Linked DNA regions of Mus musculus: region 2 is linked to region 1. A link is a contact called in public HiChIP or PLAC-seq data. All regions are on one chromosome and are shown on one strand. Each heading gives the region's core, a stretch centred on a gene start, on an enhancer-like site or on the middle of the called end of the contact. The rest is flanking DNA. Distances are from core to core; before and after follow the strand shown.

Evidence for each region. HiChIP or PLAC-seq counts read pairs in DNA pulled down with a chosen protein or histone mark.
Region 2: a contact with region 1 is called in an HNF4G HiChIP or PLAC-seq map of pancreatic cancer cells. The contact joins the promoter of Pbxip1 here to the promoter of Il6ra in region 1. A contact is called at or near these places in 8 of 39 promoter capture datasets (the C10 cell line, the HPC-7 cell line, cranial neural crest and 4 more) and 2 of 115 datasets of contacts at active chromatin or transcription factors (memory CD8 T cells and pancreatic cancer cells).

What each region holds. Positions count from the first base shown.
Region 1 is chr3:89,911,525-89,914,942 of GRCm38.p6, reverse strand. Il6ra (interleukin 6 receptor, alpha) reads left to right here and starts at 1,747. Exons shown (of 10, transcript NM_001310676.1): 1 at 1,747-1,988. The coding sequence starts at 1,904.
Region 2 is chr3:89,435,240-89,438,392 of GRCm38.p6, reverse strand. It overlaps Pbxip1 (pre B cell leukemia transcription factor interacting protein 1), which reads right to left and starts at 1,689. Exons shown (of 11, transcript NM_146131.2): 1 at 1,613-1,689.

The DNA of each region.
Region 1 (3,418 bases), core at 498-2,997:
GGTCGTGTCTGAGATGTCTGCTCTTGCCTTCAACATTCCTTCTATCTGAGCTGGCAGCCTTCTGTAGCCTTCCTGTTTCAGGCCAGCAACTTGTCTCTCTGCAATTATTTTCAGGTCTCTGTTTACCACAGAAAGGAAGGAGGCAGCACAATGAGAGTCTGTTGGAAATTAATTATATTTTTAAGATAGGGCAAGTTCCACTATGCTTGCCTCGAACTCTGGATCTTCCTGCCTCAGCCTCCAGAGTTTTGGGATTACAGGTGTGTACTACCACATCCTCTTGCTATTTAATCCCATTTTAAATAGCAGGAGAAAAAAATATGTATTTTTTTTAGACAGGGCCTTAGACTCACAGCTATTCACCTGCTTCTGCTTCCCAAATGCCTGCCCCACCACAGGGAGAGAGAACAACCATGCCTTTCTCTCCGACTTATAGCGTGGCTGAGGAAGTGCCATCAAAACCAATCCCATTGTCCTGGGTACAGGTTTGGTTCTGACATCCACAGAGAGCGGTGGATGCCTAGGTCTGAGGCCAGCATGTTGCTTAAATAAGGTCATGTCTTATTTAGGGGTTCAGCCAGCACACACACATTCCAGTTGCCCCATGGACTCTAATCAGCTGAACCCTGAAATGGAAGAATACATTAAAACATACTGGTGTAGGTCCAGGGCTCCCCATCTACATTTTCTTTTCTTTCTTTTTTTTTTCTTATCCCTTCCCTTCTCCCTCTTGCTCCGGCCCGGCTCGCTCAGGCCCATAGGTTTTATTTGTTTCTCATTACAGATGGTTGTGAGCTACCATGTTGCTGGGATTTGAACTCATGATCTCCGGAAGTCAGTCAGTGCGTTTAACCGCTGAGCCATCTCACCAGCCCTAAATTTTCTTTTCAGTGTGTTTCTTTCCCTCTGCATTTGCATGGGAAGCTGCCCTGTAGCTTCAAGCTCTGTAGCTTGGAAGGGAACCTTGGTGGAGTCTGGTAAATAGCAAACGCCGGTTCCTTTGTGTCCAGTCAAGTCATGATGGGTAATCAAAGCCCTACTCCTTGTTGAGCAGTTAGGCTCCAGGTACATCGACAGTGTTTCCAGGAATCTTTATCATGGGCTTAAAAATACATCTCTAATAGGTGAGAAAACTGAGACTTCCGGATCGGGATAGCAATCTTGAGGAGGGTAACACATGTGTCTCTGGGCCAGACTCAAAAGCGCACACTGGTTTCGTTGCCTCTGCAGTAGCCTTCAAAGAGCTGCTCCTCCACTGGAAGATGAGAGGAAATCTTTTTCTCAGGTTATGGACGCCTAAGTTTTCCTTCAGACCAATTAAATCACAATCTCTGGGCTCGAAGCAGACATCGGTGTCTTTTCGGATTCCCTGTTTGATTCCCGTAAGCACCCAGGACACTGACCTGCCTTCTACTTTAACAGCCAGAGCCACTGGCTGGCGCTCATGAAAGCAAAACTCAAGCGGAGGCGCGGATGGAAGGAAGGAGGGGGATATTTCTCCTTATCTCAGCGTCAAAACCTGGGGAGGGGCCCTGGTGGGGGTCCCTGGGGGCTCAGGTGTGGCGCGGCTGCAGGAAGTAACCCCCTCCGGTGGCCCGGAGCGCTGGCCGATTGCGCCATCCTACTGGGCTTTCGTAACCGCGAGCCGGGGCTGCCAAGAGGAGCTTCAGCACCGGTTCCTCAAATGTTTCACTGTTGCCAGGACGGCCGGCTGCTGTGTGTCACGTGCATGTGGGAAGTCGCGCCCACACCGATCTGAGCCACGCCGGGGCGAGCGCTCGCAGTGCGAGCTGAGTGTGGAGCCCGAGGCCGAGGGCGACTGCTCTCGCTGCCCCAGTCTGCCGGCCGCCCGGCCCCGGCTGCGGAGCCGCTCTGCCGCCCGCCGTCCCGCGTAGAAGGAAGCATGCTGACCGTCGGCTGCACGCTGTTGGTCGCCCTGCTGGCCGCGCCCGCGGTCGCGCTGGTCCTCGGGAGCTGCCGCGCGCTGGGTAAGAGGAACCCGGAGCGGGCGTGGGGAATGTGACACTGTCTGGTTCCGTTCGCAGAGTGAGCCCCGCCGGTACCGGCTGCTAGCCTGGGCTGACTCACCTGTGCTGACGCGGTGGAGGTTCGCGCGCCCCCTGTTGCGTCTAGCGCCTATAACTGCGTGCTCCTGTCTGTGTCTGGCCAGTTACCTCAAGTCTGAGTACAGGACAGTGTGTTTTCCTGAAACCTGACTCTGGTGTCTGGTTCCCAGTGTTCCCAGTCTTACTCAACTGCATCCCGGGTCGCTCCAAAAAGAGATACCCAGAGGGCGCGCCCTAGTGGAACAGTAGTAGTCCCTTCTGGAGAGTCCTTTATGCCACTGGCTCTCTCTGCTTTAGTTGTGGCACCTCGCGTGGCTTTCCTTAGTTCTACTACATTCCATGTCGTGTGTAATGACAGTGACCCGACGGTGAAGGGTCTGACATCATGGGCTCTGAGTCATGGGTGTTCCCGCCTCACAAACTTACTCCTTTAGCCAACTAGCCCTAGCATGCAGAATGCCAACACCCACATCCATCCCAATCCTGTGAGTTTGACAGCAAAGGATGTGGGACCTCTTGGAACTGTGCCTCCGCCCCCTGCCCCAGCCCTCCCTGATTAGCAGGTGGACCAGGCGGAGGGTAGGGTAGGGGCACTGTGTTTACCTTCCTTGCACTCTGCCTTGTAGGTCTAGGCCTCTCTGTGGGCTCTGGCTTCAGGCCCAGCAGCCTGCCTGGTCTCTTCTGGAGGAACTGGGAGACTGCTTCTCTACAGGTTATTTTAGGGGCTGAGGGCTTATTCAACAACATAGAAAGAGCCAAAGGACATGGGGGAGATTTATCCTGTGCTGGTCGTGGGGACAGTGGCTTCCAGGCTTTCTTTCTGCCTGGAAGGTAGAATTCCTCAAGCTTGGTTTGTTACCCCTACCTATATTTTCTTTATATATATATATATAAAGAAAATATATATATATATTAGACAGGCTCTCCCATAACCCAGGCTGGCCTCAAACTTGTGCCTCTTCTGCCTCTATCTCTTGAGTGCTGGGATTTCAGGTATTAACCCACCCTGTATTTTACACGTTTTTAATCCTCTACAGGATTGACATAAAGCTTTGGGAGGAGCCTGAGGTTCAGAGAGATGCAATGGGAAGCATCAGGCCCCTCCGTGTCTCAGTGTTCTCCTGTGGGTACAGCTGAGGGCGTCTGGGGTAGGCTGAGCACCACTATCATCTGGTGGGATTCTGGGGGAGAAGACACTGATGAAAGAGAAGATCCCCGCTTAGCTGTTCATGGTGCCAGGCAGGACTGAGGTCCTCTCTTCCATCTTGGGAGAGCAGGACTGGGCCTCTCTGCCTGTCTCAGTTACTACTCAACATACCCCAGCGCCCCCACCACCACTTCCCTTTGTTCCT
Region 2 (3,153 bases), core at 440-2,939, 480 kb after region 1:
TCTCAACCTTAAATTGTACAGGTTGATCTCTGGGATCTTGAAAGTGACTGGGGAGAAGTGGAGGAGCGGGGGTTGTGGCAATTACCATCGATAAATTACATTAAGATCTGCAAAATGGGGGGTGGGGAACTGGGTCTCTGATCCTGTCCCTTGCTAATCACAGCTAAGGGCAGCTGGGGTTAAGGTATCACCCTCTACTTCCAAAGACCAGCATAAAGCAAGGCTGTGCCCTTGGGCTAGGGCGGTGCAACCGGGATCAAGTAAGAGGATGGAGTGACAGACAGCTAGCTGACCCACTGGCAGAAAAGGCAGAATGTGAAATTTGACTGTACCAGCCAAATGCTCCCCAACTACTCCCACTGGGTTTAAGTCCTGCATGATTGCCTTAAAAAACCCTGTGGCTCTGGGGCTGGTGAAATGGCTCAGCAGGTAAGAGCACCAGACTACTCTTCCGAAGGTCCTGAGTTCAAATCCCACCAACCACATGGTGGCTCACAACCATCCCTAACGAGATCTGACTCCCTCTTCTGGTGTGTCTGAAGACAGCTACAGTGTACTTACATTAAATAAATAAATCATTAAAAAAAAAAAAAATCCTGTGGCTCCTGTTGGGCAAGATTCAGGCCCAAGATAGGTAAAGGACATCTAGTGGTGTCTTCCACAATGCTCATGTCTCCTAGACACTGATACCCATCCCACACAGGGACAAAACAATTGCAATGACTTCCCTATACCAAGTCCCCAAAAAACCCCGAACTCCCCACCCCCTTCTTCTAGTGACACCCACACAGCCATCTTCCTTCAGCTTTTGGCTCTCAGTCCCTCCACTGTCCTGCCATCCCCAGTTGCTGTGTGTGACTGTTAACAGGTGGCAGCAGGAAGGAAGTGGCCACAGCAGCTAGAGCAGAGGTCCCTGTTTATCCCTGGCTGTTTACAGCCTGCTCAGGTCCTCCAGAACTCAGCACCATGGCAACCAGGGTGATGTCAGACCCATCGTCTCCATGGAAATCGGCAATGGTATGGTATTTAGGTCAACAAGACAAACCTAAAACTGAAGCAGAAGTCTTCCTAGAACCCCTGCACTCGGGGTCCCAACCCTTGATACCAAAAAGCATCCCCGCTTTCCCAGGCCGGCACATCGGCACATTAATACCTTATTAGGAAGCCTGTCTAAGCAATCCAGAGCCCACTTAGCTGCCACCCTTCCCAGCTGTGATTTTAGGGCAGTCTTTGACCTCTAAGAAGAAAACCCACCCACTACTCTCTCTCCCCTTTTCACTCAGGCAGGATTTCACAAAAACTTCTGCTGTTTCTAAAAAAGAGAGTGTTCCCAGTCTGCACAAAACTGGGAAGTCTGGTTTGATATGCCCTTGATTGTCTCTAACTTCCTTCTCTGTCTGACCTTTAAAGGGAAGGACCTGGGACCACAAAAACTTGCCTGAGTTCCTGCTTCGGAATCATCTGTCTCCCTCCTTCCCCGCCCTTCGGTCCTGTGTTGGGCAGTATGTGGACGCCGGGGCTGCCCACTCCTTTTATACAGCTTTGCCCTCTTTTGTTATCTGGGGATAAAGTGGGAGTCTGTAACGCCCCTTCCCGGCAAGGACTCCTTTACCTGACCCAGCTCCTCGCTTCAGTCTTCAGCTTAACTTGTTGCAACCTCCCAGCCCAGGAAGACAAGAGGGGAGTCACGTGGCTAGTGTTTGACCAGTGAAAAGTCGACTTCCCCGCGGGGGGGGGGGGTGAGGGGGAACTTTTGACCAATGAAAAGCTGGACTTGAACGCCCAGGCAGGGGAGAGAAGGTCTACGCAGTACCTCTCTCCCTTGGTTTATCTTTTTTGGTGGGCAATTTGGTCTCCAGCAAAGTAAATTTGGGAGACCTCCCCTCTTTTCTCAGTGTCTAGTGTCTAGTAGGAAGACCTAAAACTGAAAGGTGCTGTCTGATGAGGGGGCAAGGACCAGGTGCCATGTTGGTCCCAGGATAGACAGAGACAGCTGTAGGATGGGGGATGGGGTCCAGTGCAAGTTGTGGGTTTAGAAATAGCCCTCTCACCACTCTTATCCGCCCCAATGCAGACTAAGGATGCCACTACTTTGGATATGGAAGACGGCCAAGCATGGTGGTGCCAGCTCCTGGGAGACAGAGGCAGGTGTGCAGGTGGATCTCTTGAGTTTGATATCAGCCAAATCTATATATAGTGAGTTCCAGGCCAGTGAGGGCTACATAGTGAGATCCTGCTACACATGCACACGCACACCCTGTGGGATGTCTTAGCTGGGTAAAACCTCCACGTGTGCACATGTTTGCACCTCAAGAGATCATACAGACACAAGATAATAAATTTTTAAAAAATTAATGGAGGGAGGTGCTATAATCCCACCACTGGAAAGACTGAAGAAGTGGATGTTGAAGTCCAGCCTGGGCTACTAAACAAATCCCAAACCAAAACCAAACTAAAACAAAAGCAAAAAAAAAAAAAAAAAAAAAAACTCAAACAAAAACAATGGAAGAACCGAGGCAGAAAAGCATCCACAAATTAAAGTCAGGGCTGGATGTGACCCAGCAGTGGAGCGCTGTCTGTCATCTGTAAAATGGAAGGGGAAGCATTTAAGAAATTTCAAATTTTTATGTGGATGGGTGTTTTGCCAGCATGGCTGTAGCATTCTAGAGTTACAGATGGTTGTGAGCTGCCACGTGGGTGCTGGGACTTGAACCTGAGTCCTCTGGAAAAAAACAGGAGTTCTTAACTGGTGAGCCATCCAGCCTGAAAACTCATATTTAAAACCAACCAACCAAACAAACAAACAAAAACCCCACCTTACTTGTGTGTGAGGATACATACCAGCCGTGGGACACAGGGCAGAGGGCAAGCTGCCATGTCAGTTCTCTCCTTCCACCCATGGGTTTCAGAGATTGAACTCAGATCCTCAGGTCAGCCCAAAGTATCTTCACCTGTCACCTCCTTGGGCACCCCAAATAAATGTCTGAAATAAAAACTCTGGACGCAAGGGAACTGGAAGGTTTAAATCCAGAGCTCAGGCCCTGATGCCAGAGGCCTTGGCTCCAACCCCATCTGGCTTCCGACTAGCCCAAGAATTGCTCCAAAAGCGGAGGTTCCCACATTGAGGATCTACAAAGTGGAACAGGGAGGCTG